4 separate regions of the Mus musculus genome follow, and regions 1, 2 and 4 are each linked to region 3. The links are chromatin contacts, called in public HiChIP or PLAC-seq, Micro-C and promoter capture Hi-C maps. All regions are on one chromosome and are shown on one strand. The core of a region is the stretch at or near the end of the contact, and the rest is flanking DNA. Distances in the headings are between cores, read along the strand shown.

Evidence for each region. Promoter capture Hi-C pulls out the DNA fragments that hold promoters and counts their contacts. Hi-C and Micro-C count contacts between places; a contact is called where the count stands out from the background. HiChIP or PLAC-seq counts read pairs in DNA pulled down with a chosen protein or histone mark.
Region 1: a Micro-C map of the G1E-ER4 cell line shows a contact between it and region 3. The contact joins the promoter of Smim12 here to the promoter of Zscan20 in region 3. A contact is called at or near these places in 8 of 39 promoter capture datasets (the 3T3-L1 cell line, the C10 cell line, embryonic stem cells and 4 more), 3 of 484 Hi-C or Micro-C datasets (the AML12 cell line and the G1E-ER4 cell line) and 2 of 115 datasets of contacts at active chromatin or transcription factors (astrocytes and large pre-B cells).
Region 2: an H3K27ac HiChIP or PLAC-seq map of acute myeloid leukemia shows a contact between it and region 3, with 7 times the contacts expected there. The contact joins the promoter of Gjb3 here to the promoter of Zscan20 in region 3. A contact is called at or near these places in 5 of 39 promoter capture datasets (the C10 cell line, embryonic stem cells, maxillary cranial neural crest and 2 more) and 7 of 115 datasets of contacts at active chromatin or transcription factors (T-cell acute lymphoblastic leukemia, acute myeloid leukemia, astrocytes and 4 more).
Region 4: a contact with region 3 is called in a promoter capture Hi-C map of pre-B cells, with 3 times the contacts expected there. The contact joins the promoter of Ccdc28b here to the promoter of Zscan20 in region 3. A contact is called at or near these places in 2 of 39 promoter capture datasets (liver and pre-B cells).

Annotation. Positions count from the first base shown.
Region 1 is chr4:127,241,987-127,247,099 of GRCm38.p6, reverse strand. Smim12 (small integral membrane protein 12) reads right to left here and starts at 3,316. Exons shown (of 2, transcript NM_030252.2): 1 at 3,202-3,316; 2 at 1-197. The coding sequence starts at 192.
Region 2 is chr4:127,328,841-127,333,740 of GRCm38.p6, reverse strand. Gjb3 (gap junction protein, beta 3) reads left to right here and starts at 2,905. Exons shown (of 2, transcript NM_001160012.1): 1 at 2,905-3,239. It overlaps Gm40251 (a long non-coding RNA gene), which reads right to left and starts at 4,378. Exons shown (of 4, transcript XR_868156.3): 1 at 3,606-4,378; 2 at 1,750-1,853; 3 at 1,277-1,399.
Region 3 is chr4:128,608,174-128,613,162 of GRCm38.p6, reverse strand. It overlaps Zscan20 (zinc finger and SCAN domains 20), which reads left to right and starts at 3,065. Exons shown (of 8, transcript NM_177758.4): 1 at 3,065-3,169.
Region 4 is chr4:129,621,944-129,626,789 of GRCm38.p6, reverse strand. It overlaps Ccdc28b (coiled coil domain containing 28B), which reads left to right and starts at 2,882. Exons shown (of 6, transcript NM_025455.2): 1 at 2,882-2,976; 2 at 4,003-4,190. The coding sequence starts at 4,027. It overlaps Gm34305 (a long non-coding RNA gene), which reads right to left and starts at 4,004. Exons shown (of 4, transcript XR_376684.4): 1 at 3,588-4,004; 2 at 3,037-3,156; 3 at 709-2,901. Txlna (taxilin alpha) reads left to right here. Exons shown (of 11, transcript NM_001199695.1): 11 at 1-713.

The DNA.
Region 1 (5,113 bases), core at 2,067-4,566, 1.4 Mb after region 3:
CTTGCCTAGCATCTCATCCAGCTTTCGGTCCTCTCGGCGCTCCAGGATGCTCTTCTCCTCCTCCACAGGCTGAGGAGTCTTTCCCCTGATGAACCATTCCAGGTGGTAGCCCACAGCCCCGACCACAAAGGCCACAGGGAAGGTGACATAGGGGGCATAGGTTCGCACCACGGTCCAAAGCACAGGCCACATGACATCTGCAGAAGAATACAGAGAGCGTTAGGGAGACATGGGTGCCTCCTCTTCTAGCACGTGCGGACAGCACATAGGTGCTCTACTTACCAGGCAGCCTGGCAACTAATAACTGGGCAGCCACCCTGCAGAGCAGCAAGCAGCCACTGTGCTCTGTGCAACAGTTGGGTCCCCGAAATACTCTAAGAAGTTGCAAAAGATTCGACTGTTGGGGACGGGGGTAAAAACCTCTACGAACTAGTGCTACTGTGTGCATATGCCCCTCACAAGGAAACTCCAAGCCTAATTAATGGCTCTTCCAACCTGGTATGACCTCAGGTCCTCTCTTCCAGATATCTGTCAACATCTTAGGAAGAGAAAAGAAGTCTTTTCTCTGCTCTATAAAACTTCACACAGCCTCACTCTGAATTCTGGCTCCCTGATGATAAGTAGTTCCTTCTCCTGGGGGAAAGCACAAGGGCCTTATTTAACTATGATCTATTACCTAACTATTCTGACCTAAGATGGATAGGGTTTTGTTTTGTTTTGTAACTCTATTCTGGCCTTGGCTTTCCTAATAATAACCTATAGTTAACAAATCTTGATCAAAACAACTTCAAAATATACGACCTGCAACCATTCACATCCTCATGCTTACACAGCAAGTCCCTGAAAACATCACAAATGAATACAGTATTCCAGATGCCCCAGAACCCTAATACTTAAAAAGTCCCCGTGGAAAATGCTGTAAAAAAAAAACAAAAACAAAAACAAAAACAAAAACTGTAGAGCTGCCCCTAGGGCCTCCTGCAATGAAACACCAAAGTAATATGCAAACCTACACACTCAAATGGCCACTTAGTCACAAATGATTACCACTATTAAATTACTATTTATACCATTATTTAATTACCGTTACAATCATAAAAGGCTGCTGGCAATGAATGTAATAATGCAAGCTACCACCATCTACTGAGTGCTTATTCCAAGCTGGGCCCTGGGCTAAGCACTTCACACACACAGTGTTCTCCAATGTTCACATGCTCGCCTTAGTCATCAGCATGGAGTCACTTGCCCGTGTTTATGCTTCCATAACTGTTTCTCCAACACCTCTCTCTCTCTCTCTCTCTCTCTCTCTCTCTCTCTCTCTCTCTCTCTCTCTCTCGGCTCTACGGTGAGACATCCAGACCTCATGGAAGATTTGAAGGCTCCTCATTTCCCCCTTTTATTCTCTTTGGGGGAACTTGGGTGTCTTGTGGGCCTGACACTACACATGGACCTTCAAAGGCAAAGAACTGCAGCAAGATTCAAGTTTCTCTTCCTGCTCCTTTGACCTGACACCATGCCCTATGCTCTACCATATCTCCCCTGGTCATCGCCTGACCCTCACATCTCTATGATGTAGGAACGAGGAGCCCAGATTCTTGTCCAAGGCCATAGTGGCTCAAAGACACTGTGTCAGCTTGCCAAAATCATACAAGTGGCAGGCCCGCTGGTCTGAGGCCAAGCCTGGGCTTTTTTTCTAGCAGAAAGAACACTCTGCAGATGTATGCATGGTGTCCGTTCACACCCTAGATGTGTGGAGGGCCTCCTACAGCTCCCCATTAGCTTGGCTTTTCATTACACTGAAAGTCTTCCTTCCTTCTGAGCTCTGAAGTTATATCATGAGATCCGAGAAACCTTACAATGTACACATTAACAAAGAGGGGAAGCTCCAAAGAACCCCAAACTCAATCCTCCATTCTATTTTTAACTCAGTACTTCGTTCTATTTTCTGTTTTAAGTTTTGGGGTTTGTTTGGTCAGCTGGTTTTGGTTTTTTGAGATAGGGTTTCCCTGTGTAGCCCTGCCATTCAGATTCCTTCTGTAGACCAGGCTGGCCTCAAACTCAGAGACTGGACTGGCCTGCCTCTGCCTCCTTAGTGCCAAGATTAAAGACATGTGCCACCACCGTTGGGCTTGTTTTTATTTTTAAGACAGGTTCTCATGGCACCCAGCCTGGCCTCAAACCCTCAAAGTAGCTAAGGATAACTTTGATCTGCCGACGCTCCTGTTTCCAGTGCCAAGTGCTTGTGATCACAGGTCCACACCAAGTGCAAGTCCTTTATACAATTCCTGGGTAGAGACTCTCAATTTTCCAATTTGTCTTAGGGCGGGCATATCAAGCACCAGTCTATGAGTATTACTCTTGTACATAGAAAGCCCAAGTTCTATGTGCTCTTGTCCGAATTCCAGTCATCCATGTATACAACACAACCTTCTCTTCGGTAAGCTATGTGGGCCTACCCTACCTGTCTACAGCTCTCAAAACACCCTGGAGCTCCACAAGGTTAAGAACTAAGGATGTCCGGATCGTCCTATGCTCTGTGCCTCTTCCCACCCTTGCTATCCTCCCTAGCAAAGAGCTAAAAAAGTTTGTTGGTCGAATGAATGACAGGCAGCATAAACATGTTGCTTTGTTTATGGAAGACTACAGCAGCCTTCCACCCGCACTCACAAAGGGGTATAGGGATATGATCATAAGCAGCTAGACTTCATGAAGTCATCCCGAAGGTATCAAAATGTAAGTAGCACAAGTGTTTCCCAAATACTGCAACGCCTATTTCCAGCCCGACACGCAGGGGCGCCAGCCAAAGGCTCCAGGTACAGGTCAACCGGGCCGCCAGGAAACCTGTCCCAGTGCCTGAGCCCACCGGAAGCTCTCCAAATGAGAGCAGTCGTAGGAGGTCCGAGAAGGTGAAACCATCAGCCTTGACAGCCAGCCAAGTTGGGATGGGAGCGCCAGTGAGGTTCGGGTCATCAGCTCCTGTTCCCTGTCCAGTCACGCCACACGCGTGGCTTCGTCACCCTTCGGCCTGCAGGGGCCTGAGGCGGACGAGATCTGACCACAGTCCACACTCGGCCACCAAAAGCTGGCCGAGGCCGAGCGGGTCACGGAAACCATCGCTCCCTCAACTAGGAGGAGCCGTTCCCGTGGGACTGGGGGCCAGCGATCCTGGGAAGCGAAGTGCCCTCAGCCCTGGGAACTCACCTGCGGTCCAGCCCGCACACCCCGGACAGGTCCCGCGCTGCGCCCGCTAGCCGGGAGCAACAGGGACGCCGAGGTTCCCAGTGGCCCGCGGGGCGCGCCCGAGGCCCCGCCCACTGGCATCTCTCGGAGAGCAGCGATTGGCTGAGCTCCAGCCAGCTACAGAAGAAAGGAAGCCAGGCACCCGACCCTGCGTTGGACTAAACGCAGAATAGTATAGCGCCCCCTGACGGCTCGGAGGCTCCCCTGTGACGTTGCCACATGCTTGTGAAGAAGAAAAAAGAATAGTCAGCTTTCATTGATCCAAATGAAGTTCATTAGGTGTCTTCCGAGACTTACCTAGGTCGGATATTACTGAAACCGAAAACCCAACCCCTGACCTCCAGAAGCTCCCGTAGCAGAGAATAACCTAGTACTTTCAATCTTCTTGGGATCTGTGCTTTCAGGCTGTGTGTCCTTGGGAACATCATTAATTAATCTGAGCCTCAATTCTTCTGCATAGCGTTAAAACCTTCCATTTCAGCAGGGATGTTGCAAGGGTTAGATAACATCTTGTTTGTAAAATACTGTGCCAGGCACACATCTCGCAGGGAACTAGATTGTAGCGTTAGTGAGTCTACAAATTGCTGAAAGTACCAAGACCCTCTGATCGCAAGTACTCACTCTCCTTCCTCCATGTTTCCCCTGTCCCTGAGCGGAATTATACTTATCACATATAAGAAAAAGCCTCACACCCCAAGCTCTCTAATGGACTACCATAGTCCTGCCTTCTCAACCTGCCCACACTGCTCTCAACCTGACCAGTCTCCTTCCCACTAATAGCATGCTAAAAATCAACGTTTGAAGCCTGTGTGTCCATGTTCTTTCATCTACCTGGAGTGCTCTACCCAGCTTCCCTTAAGTCTACCCAGCTTCCCTTAAGTTAGCAGTGAGCCATTTCTCAAGGTCACGGGTACTCTCACAGGAAGCGTCTTCAAGACTGTACTGTCAAGTTAGAGATTCTTCCTCTTTTAGATCAAAGAGCCCAAAGCTAAGCCTGACAGCGAAGATGGGGAGGAAGAAGCTGCCAGAAATTAGCAACCGTGATTATCAGACCTTGATTACTTGTGCATTGAATCTGTGGGAAGAGATCAGAACAGTCTAGAACACAGGCTGGCATTTAGCCATTCTACAAGCTAGACATTGGCGATACAAATGGGGACTGCCCTCCGTAGTTTCCTGGATGGAGAAGAAACAGGAAGACCCACACAGTGTCATAACAGAGGACACTGTCCGTCCATACAAGAAGAATGAGTGGAGGTTCCCTGGAAGGACAGATCCCTAAGCTGGATCTTAATAGTGACTAGAAGTTCCCTCCAGCAGACCTGGGTAAGCACAGAATCCCCAGCTAAAGTGGAAATGACAGCATTGAGAAGTCCTGAGGCGCAAGACCAGCCTTGGCTCTACACCAAGATCCTATATCAATTAAAGGAGTCAGTTAGCACTTCCAGATCACACAGAACTACAAGCTGAGACCCTGTCTAAAAATAAAGTAAAATACCAAACACTGGAATTAGTTGTTTAATTAATTCAAATCTTGACTCTGTGGCCTGCTAATCTGAGAAAATATATTTATAACCTTTTAAAAATGATTTTAATTATGTGTGTGTAAGGGGGGGGTGCAATGAATGTAGGCACCCATGGAAGTCAGAAGAGGGCGTCAGACACACAGGAGTTTATGAGCTGTCAGACATGGATGCTGAGAACCAAGCTAGGCTCATCTGCAGAGTGGTGTGTTCCTTAACCACAGTACCATCTTATAGACCTATTTGTATTTAAAAAAAAAAAAAACCAGTAAGAAAATACCCTAGGACTGGCCAGATGGCTCAGCAGATAAAGGTATTTGCCACCAAACTGATGGCCTGAGTTTAATCCT
Region 2 (4,900 bases), core at 1,656-4,155, 1.3 Mb after region 3:
ACTTCTCTAAAGGGTAGGACCCTTGCCCAGGAGTAGTTTGACAAAACACAAAACAAATTCAATGTGTGTGTGTGTGTGTGTGTGTGTGTGTGTGTGCGCGCATGTGTGTATGTGTGTGTGTATGTATGTTCATTCATTTTTCTATTTTTAATGGGAGTTCTGTTGTTGCTTTGATTATCGGAGTGGGGAGGACCTGGGAGGAGCTGAGGGAGGGGAGAAAACATGATCAAAATATATCACTTCATTTTTAATTAAAAATGTATATACAAAGTCAAAACACAATTTTCAAACCGAAGGGAGAATTCTACTTATAGACACTATGATCATTTCCCTAATATGTAAAGAATCTCCAAGAAATAAACAAAAAAGGGCAGTTACCTGTAGGAAATGGACAAAGGCAAAGAAAAGTTTGTGTGTGTGTGGGGGGGGGGGGCTAACAACAAAACAGCTCTTCCACACATTCAAAGACTAGAATCTCTTAAGAGAAACAAAATGGAAATACAATGTAGCAATAATCATGACATTTGATAATGCTCTGGTGAGGACTGGGAAAAGCACAGGCTAATGCGTCCTGGTAATGCCAACTAATGCATCCTTGGGGGACTTAGCAATATCTATCAAAACAGTACCAGCCGTCACCTTAGTCCACCAGCTCCTGTGGACACCATTTTCAATGAGTTCAGGCTGAGGACATGCTCAGTATGGAAGGAACTTGTAGAGCGAGCATGAGGATCCAAGTTCAGATCCTCCAGACCCACACAAAACCAAACACACATCTGTAATCCCAGCACCGCTGCTGGGGGCAGGGAGGTGGGCAGGAGACTCCCTGAAAGCTCACAGACCAGCCAGCCTGGTACACAAAGCAGTAAACAAGAGGCCTGCCACTCAAGGTTGTCCTCTGACCTTGATTCAAGCAAGCATGCATTTTCCCAAATGTATACACACACACACACACACACAGAGGGGGAGAGAGAGAGAGAGAGAGAGAGAGAGAGAGACAAACAGAAAGAGACAGAGAAATAAGATAGGTCAAATAGTATTTATTTAAGGAAATGTGTTGCAATAGGAGGAAGGAGAAAGGATAAGTGGGAAGGGAAAGAAAAGAAGAGGGAGGGGACAATGGGAGAGAGCAAGCACGAGGGGGTGGGAAGGACTGGTAAGTGCTCTGTCAACTGAGCCACATATGCCTAGCCCTCAAAGGAAGAACTGGAAGCGGCCTTAGCTCCTGTCAATGTGAGATGGACTTAGGACATATTATAGTATAAACACAATTCACCTCTTTAAAAACGGCAAAAGAGAGCACTCCGTCTCCCGGCAGGAACAAAGCCCACAGCAGCACACACGGCACCCTCCATGGGTTATAGGAAGTCTCCTCATACTTGAACATGTACAGGTTATTCTGGAAGGAGAACCAGAACCTATTAGCCTGGTGGACATGTGGGCAGTCGTGGTTGCACAATCTAGTGTTTGTTAGTGCCAGCCGTGAACACAGGAGCATGTCAGTGAATGGGTGGTAGGGCCCTAGGATTGGGTGAGCTCACCTGGGACAGGAGATGCTGGGCCTGGCCCAGAGCACCCACAGTACAGGCCTGATGGAAGGTATCCCAGGGACCAGGAAATGAGATGGGTGTCAAGGAAGCTGGGGGTGGAAGGTGCTTCAAGAAGAAAGGCGGGACTCTGTGACAGCTGTTTCAGGAGGTCACGGATTTATTACTGTGTGGGATTTAGCATCGTGGAGATCAGAGTTACCTTGACAAGGCTTTTCTTGTAGCACAGCAGGGACAGAAATCTTCTGGTGGGTTGAAGCATGAGTGGGAGGTGAGGAAATGGGACCAGGCATTTTGCTCTGAAGTCTAGGGAAATAATTGAGAATGAGCAGCAGGTGGCAGGGTCAGGGTCCCCCAATCCCATCACCCAGGCACATTAGCAGAGTCATCCAGAAAAAAAAAAAAAAAAAAAAAAAACAACAACAACAAAACTGGCACTGCCCAGCCATAGTGCTGATAATTGCTCTGCCCATAGCAAGCACAAGGTAGCCTCTGCCACAGGGCTTTGCCGTAGCCAATGCCAACGTCACTGAGGTCCCTGGAGTTGGCTCTGTTACTTCTATGTGTCCCTGGGTTTATCTCGGGGCCTCTCCTTTTCTCTTTTCAATGTAGATCAGAGATCTTTCCTTTGCGTGCTGTATGAATGATATGCAGCTCCTAAGAGAAGCAACCTTGTCTCAGGCGCTCCGCTCAGGCGAACGGGAATCCTTCTGGGTAGTAGGAGACAGTAACAGAGCCTCCTAATGTAGGCTGCCTTTTGTAGATCAGAAGCCCGCATCAATGGATATCGTCCCAGCAAGTGGAATGAATGGTTACCAGGGTCGGGCATCAGTCATCTCTGTCTAGACAGTGAAGCCTCGGGCAAGGTTGTGAGTAAGATCTGGGGATCCCAGGGAAACCCTGGATTTCCGTTCCTGGGGCGATAGGGCTTTTAGGATCTCAGTCCTGGCCCACGAATAAGACTGAACATCTTAGTCTCCAGAGCCCCTCAAGCGCAGGTCTCCCACCCTTCACAAGCTGGGCCTCCCACCCTGCTTCACACTCCTTTGGGCAGACTGGGTCATCTAAAATCTCTCCAAACACCATCCTTGCCCCTGAGATTTCTTTTCCTGGTTGTGTCCCTTCCGGTGGCCAGCACAGTGTGAGCCCCGAAAGACTGTCTCAAAGATACACTGCCTCCCTGGAAAATGCCATCAGGGATGCAAACAGGGCGGGAGGGGGGCCCCCAAGAGCGTACGAAAACTTTGAAACTTTGCAGCAGGCTGGGATCCAAATGGGCAGGGCGCAGACGGGGTATCCGTGGTAACCAGCGTAGGCGTGTCATTTATTGCCATCCCTACTGCCACGGCACTTAACAGTTTGCAAGGTGTTTCACACCCTAATGTCATTGCAGTCCTTGCAACAGCCCTGCCAGTGGCCACCAATGCCCCCATTCCACAGGCGAGCACGCGGAGCCTCCGCAAAGGAGCCTGCTGTTCCCTAGTCAGCGCAGCTGCTCCTGGATTAGAACTTGCATCCCTGAGGCGACTCCGGGCTCCTCCCCGGCCGCCCCTCCTCCACGCTGCCTCTGGCTGTGCTGGCCAGGAGCCTCACCGAGGCCACAGAGCTCGGCTTGGCTCCCGCCTCGTTCCTCCTCTGCTGTGGGTCTTGGGCACGTGGAGCCAGGCTCCCACGGTGGCGGCGCCGCTGACTGTAAGTACCGGGAAGGGGCGACAATCCAAGGCAGCTGAGAACCCCTCTCTATGGGGATCCCCTGGGGGGCTGGACTGGGGCCTGCCCACGCGCCCAGCATGGAGATTTAATGCTGCAGAAGCGCAGGGAAGGAGCACCCTAACCCAAAGCTCTGCTCCCCGCCCCCACTCCCACTTCCACCCCACACACTCATACATACACCAGCATTCTGGAGCAGGTGGCGGTTCCGGACACTGGAAGGTTCACAGAAGGGGACATACACACCCGCACGCGCGCGCGCGCGCGCGCGAGTCACAGGTTCACAAAGCTCCCAAACTGTCTAGAAAGGAAGGAAACGGGGCCCGGGGCCCAAGAGGGGAGCTATACCTTTGGGGCCAGCCACAGTGCTGCGGGGTAGAAAGAGATGGAGCGGTTGGGTCCCGCAGCTGGATAAAAACTGGATTAAAAAAATAGTAATAATCGTTCTAGTAGCTGGAAACGGGAGTTGGGGGGCAACAGGGGATCCAGAACCGGCTCTGCCAGTCCTCAGCACGGGCTAGGCGAGAAATTCTTTTCAGGTGAGTCTGTCTCGGGGTGTGTCTTAGAAGGGACTAGGTAGCCTGCACCAAAATGGGGAGCCCCAGACGTGGCATCCTTAGGGGGTACCGGGTGGAAGGAACTCCTCCTCCCCTTCACTCTCCTTGAGCACTCCCAGGAAGAGCCGGCTGGGGAGGGAACAGTCGAAGATTCTTGCAGTAATCCAAGATAAGAGATAAGGAACAGGGTTAGCGACATTACAGAATTCTCTTGGATTTCTCCCAGCTAGTAAACGCAGTCCTGGCATTTCCTGGGGGGTCAGAATCCAGGTGCTAATCTTTGGCCCTCCCTGGAAGGTTTAAAAGTAAGTGCCAGGACCAAACCCATAAGGGTCTTCACGCTCTAGGGCTTCCCAGATACCCCCATCTAGTCGAGAACTGAGATTCTCAAAAGACAGACCCTGTGGAGGGCAGCAATACTGCCATCTAATTCCTGGCTCGGTTGGTCCTCTGCCGTTCTGCCCAGCCCTCCCACAGCCTCTCTGAGAACTCCACTCTCAAGCTCTGAATTGAGTGTGCAAATCCAGTGCCTACTGAATGAACACTGAGTGATACCAAACTTGAAGCAGCCAGCCAGTCAAGTAGGCATGTTAATTGGACAGGCAGATGATAAATGGGAACAAAAACAAACAAACAAAAGACCAAGGTTTAAATTGCAAATTGAGTTTGAGGGCTACTAAAACCAAGGGAAACAGGAACAGACTGACCAGGGCGGGTTCAGACTCGAAGTAATTTGAGAACAGACCCTAAGGGGATATTGGAACAGAGATGCCTCCTTAATGAGTAGGGTAGAAAGGAAGAGCATTCCAGGCGGGAGGAATCAAGGCCAGGTCTGAGCAGAGAGAGGCAAGGTAAGAGTATGTGTGTGTCAGGGGGCTGGGGAATGCCGGGACTATAGACTTGGGTTTGGAGGTAAGAACTAGTAACAAGTTTTTTGGGTTTTTTTTTTTTTTTAGATTTATTTATTATATGTAAGTACACTGTAGCTGTCTTCAGACACTCCAGAAGAGGGCTCCAGATCTCCTTACGGATGGTTGTGAGCCACCACGTGGTTGCTAGTATTCGAACTCAGGACCTTCGGAAGAG
Region 3 (4,989 bases), core at 1,816-4,315:
GGCTAATTTATTTATATCTCTAAGCTTCCATCCTTTTCATAAAATGGGGTAACAGTACCAACCTCACAGAGCTTCGGGAACAATTGAACAAGGTGTACTAATGTAACCTGTTAATACCAGCACACTACATACGCTAAGTAAATCACTGATATATTAAGCAATGAATCAGAAGCCGGGTGGCAGTGGTGCAGAGGCAGAGGCAGAGGCAGGTGGATCTCTTGAGTTTGAGGATAGCCTGGTCTACAGAATGAGTTCGAGGACAGCCAGGATTACACAGAGAAACCCTATCTCAAAAAACAAAATAAAACAAAACAAAACAAGTCAGAATATAATTTCTTTTCTTTCTTTTTTTCTTTTTAGTTTTTTTTTTTTTTTTTTTGAGACAGGGTTTTATGTGTAGCCCTGGCTGTCCTGAAACTCACTCTGTAGACCAGGCTGGCCTTGAACTCAGAAATCCGCCTGCCTCTGCCTCCCAAGTGCTGGGATTAAAGGCATGCGCCATCACTGCCCGGCTAGAATATAATTTCTAGCTAAGGAATTTGAAGTGAGTTACTAAAACTAAGATGTAGAATTCCCCCAAATGCAATACTAGCTGACGTAGTGAGCCCTTTCCCAATGCTAGCTACTGTCAAATTTGCTCAAGTTTCATGGGTCTCAATAGAAATAATAGCCAGTAGTCGTTCAACCTTATGAACGCCAGGAGGGAGACAAGCTCTTCACAAACTTTGCATATTTTTTTCCCAACAACACTCAAAGGAAGATTTCAGTATTATTACACCCATTCTCCAGACGAGGAAACTGAAGCCTTAGCAGTTTAGGGGAGTATCTTAGTTTGGGATTTCCATTGCTATAAAGAGACACCATACACCAAGGCAACTTTTATAAAGGACAACCTTTAATTGGGGCTGGCTTACAGGTTCAGAGGTTCAGTCCATTATCATCATGTCTGGAAGCATGGCAGCATCCAGGCAGGCATGGCGCTGGAGGAGCTGAGAATTCTTTTTTTTTTAAAAGATTTATTTTATTAATATATGTAAGTACACTGTAGCTGTCTTCAGACACTCCAGGAGAGGGCGTCAGATCTTGTTGTGGATGGTTGTGAGCCACCATGTGGTTGCTGGGATTTGAACTCTGGACCTTTGGAGGAGCAGTCAGGTGCTCTTACCCACTGAGCCATCTCACCAGCCCGGAGCTGAGAATTCTACACCTTGTTCTGAAGGCAAACAGAAGACTCTTTCCAGGCAGCTAGGAAGAGCGTCTTAAAGCCCACCCCCACAGTGACACACTTCCTCCAACAAGGCCACACCTCCTCATAGTGCCACTCCCTGGGCCAAGGATATTCAAGTCACCACAGGGAGGTAGCACAATTGATAAGGTACCTGCCACATGTTCAATAAGGGTCTCAGTTCAGGTCCTCAGCATTCATATAAAAGCCAGGAGTGTCAGTGCCATAGGTAACGCCTGTACTGGCAAGTGGGATGGGGAGGCAGAGACAGGCAGATTCCCAGAGCTCATGGGTTAGCTAACCTAGCTGGATCCTTCAGTTCAGTAAGAGACCCTCACTCTAGTAATCAGGGTGGAGAATGCTCCAAAAAGGGCATTCATTTTGACCTCAGGCCTCCACAGGCACATGCACCTGCATGCACAGTGCATCTATCCACACAAACATGTTTACAAAAGAGGCGTTTGGAGTTTGCTGGAGGCTTTGCAGCTAGGGAGTATCAAGGCATAGATCCCACATTGAAAGCAAGTGGCTGGACTCCATGTTTTACCTACATATTATCTTTAATCTCCCAGGAACCTACCCTGAGATGGAGGTTTTGTTCTGTCACCTAAATTTTACAGCTGAAAAAAAAAAAAGACAATCGTGATGGAGTTGTTTGTTTGTTCAAGGACATACAGATGGGATGTATGAATTGGGGTTTGAATCTATGGCTGACTGACTACAAGACCCACATTTCCAGCTTCCTATTAGATGGCTCATACCTCAAGAGTATTTACAGTGTTTATCATAGGGTTTCTATTGCTATGACAAAACGCAGTGACCAAAGCAACTTGGGGAAGAAAGGGTTTATTCGGCTTACACTTCCACGTTGTAATCTGTCACTGGAGGGAGCCAGGATAGGAACTCCCACAAAGCAGGAACCTGGAGGCAGGAGCTGATGCAGGGGCCATGGAGGAAACGCTGCTTACTGGCTTGCTCAGTCTGCTTTCTTACAGAACCCTAGACCACCGGCCCAGGGGTAGCCCCACCCACAATTGCCTGAGCCCTCCACTATCAATCATTACGAGAAAGTCCCGCAAGTTCTCCCATAGTCCCTCTTATGAAGGCATCTTCTTCACGGAATCTCTCTTTTCTCTGATGACTCAAGCTCGTGTCAAGTTCGCATGAAACTAGCCAGGACCGTGGAACAAAGCAACTAAGTATTACACTAAGATTATTCAGCTACAGGGATTAACGTGTTTCTGACACCCAGGGATTCAAACTCCGTAAGACTAATTTACATAAAAATGGCTAGTATCTGCTATCTATAGTTGGATCCTGGATCCGAATTAACAGTTCTAGGTTTATTGCCTCACTGATGCCTCACATAAACCTGTCACATGAATGCTATTATTCTTACTTCACAAGTGAAGAGGTGAGATATAGAACTCTGCCAAACCACTCAACTAAGTTGTGAATTTGTGAATTTGAAATTGTAGTTACAACAGACAAACTCTCTCTTGCCCAATAGATGGTCACTGTATTCACCCTCTTTCCTTTTTTTATTATTTTTCCCTACTCTCTCCAGCTCAACCCAGGGGGCCCCACGCTTCTTCAGTAGACCCCGACCCCACGCCCTTCTAATCTAGACTCCACCCAGTAGGCGGCACCGTCACCGCAGAACCAATGGAAGAGAATAGTATCGAGCTACACCCCCCCAGGCATTGGCCCTGCAAGATTTGTTCCGGTACCAGAGCGCCTGAGAAGATGAGGCACTCATTGGCTGACGTCATCTGAGAGGCGGCCGATAGAGGAGTGGCCACCGGTGCTCGCGCGTTGCCTTTTGGGAGTTGTGGTCTCAGAGATCGGGTTCCAGGGCTGGCGGCGCTGGGACTATGCGTCCCAGCATCCCCTGCAAGAGCCCGGGAGCACTTCCGGCCTGTTGAGAAGTGGGTGTCTCTGTGGGTGAGTCTGGGTGGCGGATGGGGTGCAGTTGAGAATCAGGCGCTGGGCTGGAGGCTTTGGAGGTGGTGGTACCCGCGGGGGAGGGGAGCTGGGAAGGTGAGAGGGGAAAGCAAGCATCGTGGCGTGTGTGTGTGTGTGTGTGTGTGTGTGTGTGTGTGTGTGTGTGTCGGGGCGGGAGTGCGGGCGGGCAGAGGCTGCAGCGTGTGGAGATGGGCAGGGTCACCGAGGGGTCGGGATGAAGAGTGAGTTGGAGAGGCGGGCAGTGAGACGGGTCTTACCGAGGTCTGTGGGTAAGGTGGTAGAGATGCGTTTTGGCTGTGAGGGGAAGTTACCTTAGGGTCTAGAAAAGCACAATCAAGGGAAGAGAGAACTCAAGGGCCCTGGCAAAGAAGTGAAGAGGCCCTGAGCGGAAAGTCTGACCTTAAAATAGTGCTTCATTCTCGACACCTGCGTTCATGTCATCTGTGACGGGACTGGCTATTGTGTTCAATCCCAAACCTGTACTTCTTTCCTCATAACTGATAGAAGTGAAAGGCATCTTTATCTACTGACCCGCCCACCCTCGACTGACCCGCCCACCCCTGCTGACCCGCCCACTGACCTACTTGTTTTACCAGCTGATTCCACCTGCGCCTGCATTCTTCTTCATCCACGCCGTTTGCTGTACACTGTTCGAGGCTTGCCATTTCTTTAGTATCTCTTAAAATGACCTCTGTCTTCCGGGAGCCTCTGCAGAAGTGTCCACATTTTCATTTCTCCAACTCGGAGAAACATTGCAGCTAGTGTGATCTGTTGAAACCCTCAACTGTATACCTTCCGTTTGTTCTCCAGCTTGGAATCCATCCCTGGCATGCAACACGTGTTGAATGGAATCTGATCTAGTAGATTCTTCATAATGCTCTTTGCAGCCCACTTTTCCCATACTGCACGCTCCGGGGCTGCCAAGGTGTTTCCCATTCTCCAGGTGGGCCATTTTGCTTCTCTACTATTTCATAGCCTGCCTCTCTGCTGTAACCTCCCTCCCCCATTCTCTCTGCGTTGTACTCAAGAACCAAATCAACAGTTCCTTAAGCAAATTGCCACCTCCAACTTCCCAGCTCCCAAATCACACTTTCTTTATGACATTGGATTAATATAATTATCTGTGACTTTTAAATTTATTAATTATCATTATTATTATTTGTCTCTTCCACTAGATAGCTTCATCAGGGCAGGCAGTGTCTGGATCATCTCCATTTTCTTTGGTCCAGCCCAGAACAGCAGACATCTAATGTAGATCCAGCAAATGAGTAAAGACTTGGTGAATGTGGGCTAAAGACTCTCAGGGGGAGCTTTGTTAGACCACGTTTGAAAATGGCTACGGACTTCCAGGGCTGTGAGCTTCAATCTTCTTCCTGACATCGATATCTGCTGGGAGCTGAGGTTGTTGGGGGCTTAAGGACAGTGTTGGCCAACACATAGGGATGCATACAGCGGCTTCCTTTACCTGAGGCCCGGCAGCCATTGCTAATTGATCACAACATATATCCATATGGAGCTCATTTCTCAGCAGACTCCTCTAGGTAGCTTCCCCCATGATGGAGGATGGTCGGCTAAGTGAGGCCTATCTGCCACCCCCAGTTCCAGTCCTTAGATGCGAGTCTCCCCTCTTACAGCCATAGATTGCATAGTTAGCCCAGTAGGACTGACAACCATTGGGAGCTCCCAGCTGCTTAGAGGATCCCAACCAATCTGGTCCTCTCTCTGGACCGAGGGAGCATCTTCTCTCCTCCTCTGTTGTCACAGGAGTGGGTGGAGGGGGGGGGGGAACTTAGCTCCGC
Region 4 (4,846 bases), core at 1,633-4,132, 1.0 Mb before region 3:
TGCTCTGCTTTCCAAAGTCAGCCCAGGAGACTGGGCCAGCTTCAGGGAGGCTGCCTGTCTGTGAGAGGGCCAGCGCCTTCCTCACTTGGGCAAGTCCCCTGCACATGACCTCATTTTAGGACCAAGAGCTATGTTGGTTTCTTAGATTGTTAGCTTTTTCTCTAGAGGACCACAGTGGGTATGGCTTGGAGTCCAGGGCCCTTGGCTATACAAACAATATTTAGGTCCTTGTCCAGGGGAGAACTTCGTGTATGCCATGTCAGCCCCACTTTTTGTCGTTGTTTTCCATGAGGCTTTTTTGGACCATGGTCGGAGCTTAGGCACTTTCTGTAAGAATGTTTCTGTAAAGATGGTTATTTAACGCTTCCTAGTCCCCATCATGTTAGTCCTCCAGAGCGCTAACCCAGAGGCCAGTGGAACTGCCCAGGTGTCCACAGAGGGGCTGCAGCCTGCAGAGAACTGCTCCAGCCCCCCTCCACCTTAGTAGCATGTGTGGACCACCAGGCATCTGACTGCCCTTGACCAGCCTCGGGTAGGAGGGCTGCCTCTGTCCCCATGACTGCTTTCCTTTGCCACCCATACTTGTTTGAAGTTGTGCTGACAGCTTTTTTTTTTGTACCCTTTCCCGTTCCCAGTTTGCGTTGGAATTGGCAGCAGCCAGGGACTTGCTATTGATGAATTTTACATTAAATAGTCCTGTTGCCTTACCTGTATCTCAGCCAATCGAATTATTGGATCTTTCTGGATCTGCAGAGTGGCAGTGGCCGGTCATCGTCCCACATCCTCCTGGCCACAAGTTGAGGACCATGACAGATTCTTTAGCTGTGTTTGCTCTTGGCATAGAAAAAAAAAAAATCAAAGGACATAAGTAAAAAATGTTAGACATTTCAATAAGGTGTGTACAGCTGCAATCCCAGCATGGAAAGGCTGAGGCATGGTTGCTATGAGTTCAAGGCTGCCTTGGGCAATATCAGCTAGGCTTATATGAGCAGAAACCCTATCTCAAGGGGCGGGGCTGAGGCTCTCCAGGTGGGGTGCCCTTGTTCCCAGCACTCTGAGGTCAGCCTGATGCACATGTAGTGTTCCAGTTTGCTGTAGTGAGACCCTGTCTCAAAAAGGGCGTGAGGAGGAGGGGTGGCTCCCCAGATGCTAGAGAGGATCTGCTCCTTCAAGTTGCCTTTTGTTCTCCATATATACAGCTTGACACCCACCGCCACTCATGCACTGGTGCTCATATAATACATGTAATTTTTAAAAAAAAACGTAGCTACTGAGAGGAAACAAAGCTTTAAAGCAGAAGTCCTGAGAAGGACAGACAAGTCATGACCTCATCCAATACTCAGTTGAACCTAGTGTGGGAGAACATGCCTTTAACCCAAAGGCAGAAGCAGACTAGTGAGACAGGTGCCCAGGAGGGTGAGGGGAGAGATGAGGTTTGTGTTTAGGTGTTCCTTAGGAGTTCAGAGCAGACCCAGAGGGCCTTGAGGACCTATTGAAGGAAGGTGTTCACACAGCTGAGTAAGGGGTAGGAAGCTACTGGGTCTGTGCTCTCGCCCTCCTGGGGAAATGCGCATGCGCGCGGCCTTAGTAGTTCCCTAATTCAGCTGGTTTCCTCTAAGGGACACTGTAGGTGGCCTCAGCCAGCACCAGGTCTCTGGGTTGGTTGGGCAGAAAAGATGGAACTGCTCAGCTTTATAGGGGCTGTCCCTTGATTCCTTCTAGCCAGAAGCGGTAGACAAATTGATTCTAAAAGTCCTCCAGTAGGGGTGGAGAGGATTCCTTTCCTGCCTCCGCATCAGGAGCTTGCAAGCGCAAGTGGCTCCGCAAAAGCTTCTGGCTCCTCAGGGAAGCAGCTGAAGGTGGCAACCCCGGGTGCTCCTGGGCCCACTGTCACTTTGATGAACGAAGCTGGCACCCTGCTCCAGCAGCAATTCTGAGAGGAAAGGGACCTTCCAGCGTGCTCCCCTCCCTCCGGTTCTTGGTTGTTTAGAAGTCTTGGATTAGAGTTGCTTCCTAGAGCAGTTTGCATGTTAACAGCACCTGGAAAAGATCCCAGAAGCAACACCTCTGGGTGCCCACAGCCAGGGAAACCTACTGTTGTTGCTAAAGGAAAAGGGAAGATGGATGCTTTGTTGCCTAGGTCGCTTTAATTTGAGCCTGCTGGGCAGCCTGACACCCTCTCCTGTGGCATCGGATGCTGTTCTGGAGATCTGAACCAGACTCCTCTGCCAGATCTTCAAATAGCCTCATTGGTGGGACCTCCCTCCTCCAGCAGCACAACCGCCAACAGTTCTGGGCCAGCCTCCTTCCGGAGCTCTCACGCCCCACCTCCTGCCAGCCTGCTTGGGATCCTATTTGCTCTGGTTCGGAGGTGGGGAGAGGCCCTGTCAGTTCTTCAGCGCTTACAGGCTAGGAGTATCTGGATGTCACAGGACAGCGACCGTGCCCAGGAATGAGTGACAATTGATTATTTTCCGTAAAATCGGGATAACAGTTATGTCTCAGGATTGAATGTACATAAAAGGCTTAACAGGGTGCTGGGTACTGATTGTCTTTGTTCCTTCTGGTGTCCGCCCCTCATTTTCCCGTATACTTATATATTGCCTCTGCCCACACATTCATTTAGCCCCATCATTTCCCTACCACCCCTGCTGCAAACAAAGCCACCACCATTTTGTAAGGGATCCCCTCCAAACGTGACAAGAAAAGGAAATGATTTTAAATCCATATCCCGTAACTAACAGTGCTCCTTTAGTTCTTGTGGGAGGTAGGGAAGGGGAACTGTTAAATCGACGGAAGTACTCTCCTCCGGCTCCGCTCCCAGGGAATCCAAAGAGGGCTACTTTCTCTTTAAATGCAAATCATCTCCAGCCAGCTTAGCTCCCTCCAGCTCCAGTTCCCCTGAGGAGAGAGAAAGCAGGGTGAAGGGAGATTGCAAAGAAGCACTGTTTCACACTCCAGACCCCAAACTTCCAGGTCAGTAGAACCCCAAGGGGGCGAGAAGGGAGTGAGGAGGATGGGGGCGGGGTGCCGCACCTGATGCTTGTTTTTTGAAGCCCGAATTGAGAACTGAATCTTTCCTTAGGCACATCTCAGGCGGATCACAGTCGCTCTGGCTGCCGCTTCCATCAGGTCTCTTACTGGGTCACACTGCTGCTACATGGAGAGAAAAAGAGTTCTGTCTCCCACCACCACCACCCCCCACCCCACCCCCGAGCCCCACTGATGCCACCCAGCTGTTCCATGCCAGCTTAAACGCTTAATGTTCCGATTTGACCATCGCCCTCTCGGAAGTAAAGTGAGGGAGCTGAGACCTCCCCTGGAGAGGACCTCAGCAGACCAGATACCTAGGTGATGGGGCTGTAGGGGAGTCAAGCTAAGCTAATCAAGTCAGAGTTACATTGTTGGAGGTCTAGCCCCTAAAGACTTTCTAACTAGAAAAAGAAGAGACTAGAAGCTGTCCTGGGAACTTCTGGGCAGCCCTGGCATGTGTAGTTGAAGTGAAGTGGAAGAGAGGCCAGTGATGAGCCGGCTATTCCTGGTCCATATGATTGACACCAGGGTATTTCCAGGTGTCCCTGCCTTACCTTGGTTGCACCTCATGCAGTTAGTCAGTATCCGCTGCCATATACAGACCGTTGCCTAGCAAATGGCCTCCTGATCCTCAGCTTGCTCCCCTAGTCACATCCACCCTGTCTCCTGAGCATCTTCCTCTACAGCCCCAGGCTCTGGGCTGTAGTGACAGGAAAACAGCAAGATGACCCTGGTCTGGGCCAGCCCTCTCCAGCAGGCAGATGGGGCTGTCAGGAAGAAAAGGGCTTTGCTGGCCTTGGGAGGTCCTTCAGATGCATAGCTACAGTCCAGCAGCAGGCTGGCATATGACCCTGTACAGACAAGAGGACAGAGCTCCTGACTGATGGACAAAGATACATCTGAAGACCCTTCCTCTCAGACGAAAGAGGGTGCTGAGTGAAGGGATGATTTTGCCCCCTTCCTTCCCAGACCTGAGGTCCAACACACCACCCAATGGAAGACAAAAAGAAGAAACGGAGTCCTAAGCCCTGCCTGACCCAACCAGCACAGGCCCCAGGCACACTGCGCAGAGTCCCTGTGCCCACCAGCCACAGTGGCTCCTTGGCTCTGGGACTCCCTCATTTGCCATCACCCAAGCAGCGAGCCAAGTTCAAGAGGTGAGTAGGGAGGGGCTCTTGGCCAGACTGGAGACTCCCAGGTGTGAGCCGAGCACTGTGTAAGGAGGACCTGCAGACATCGACATCGCTGCTGAACAGCAGCCAATGCCTTACCCATTCACTGGGGATGTAGACCCGACGTGTCCTCAGGTACATAGAGACCACTGGCTCTAGCTCTGAGGAGGGAGTGAGTGAGTGTGACTGTGAGAGGAAGCTGCTAGACACTGATGAGGGGAGGTGATAATCAAGACTGAGAATGCCATGAGAACCAAGACACTGATGGAAGGGCCCCAGGAGTGTAGGGATAAACACCAGGGAGGACGATTCCTTCCTTTTAAATTCATTGTATTTTGGTCACCACGCTGGGAGATTGACCTCAAGATACTGATACTGGGCAAGTGCTCTCCCACTGTGCTTTCTCCCTCGCCCATTTAAGTTCTCTGCTCAGTTCTTTTTAAATAATGGAAGTCTGGCTGCAAGTGGTAGTGCAGGGCCATCATCCCAGCCCTTGGGTGGCAGAGGTGCAGGATCAGGAGTTCACAGATCATTGGCTACATAGAGAGTTTGAAGTTAGCCTGGGTTAGAAGAGACCCTACCTCAACAAAAACAAAACAAAACCAATGTTAAGAATTTTGGTGGCCAGGTGCGGTGGCACA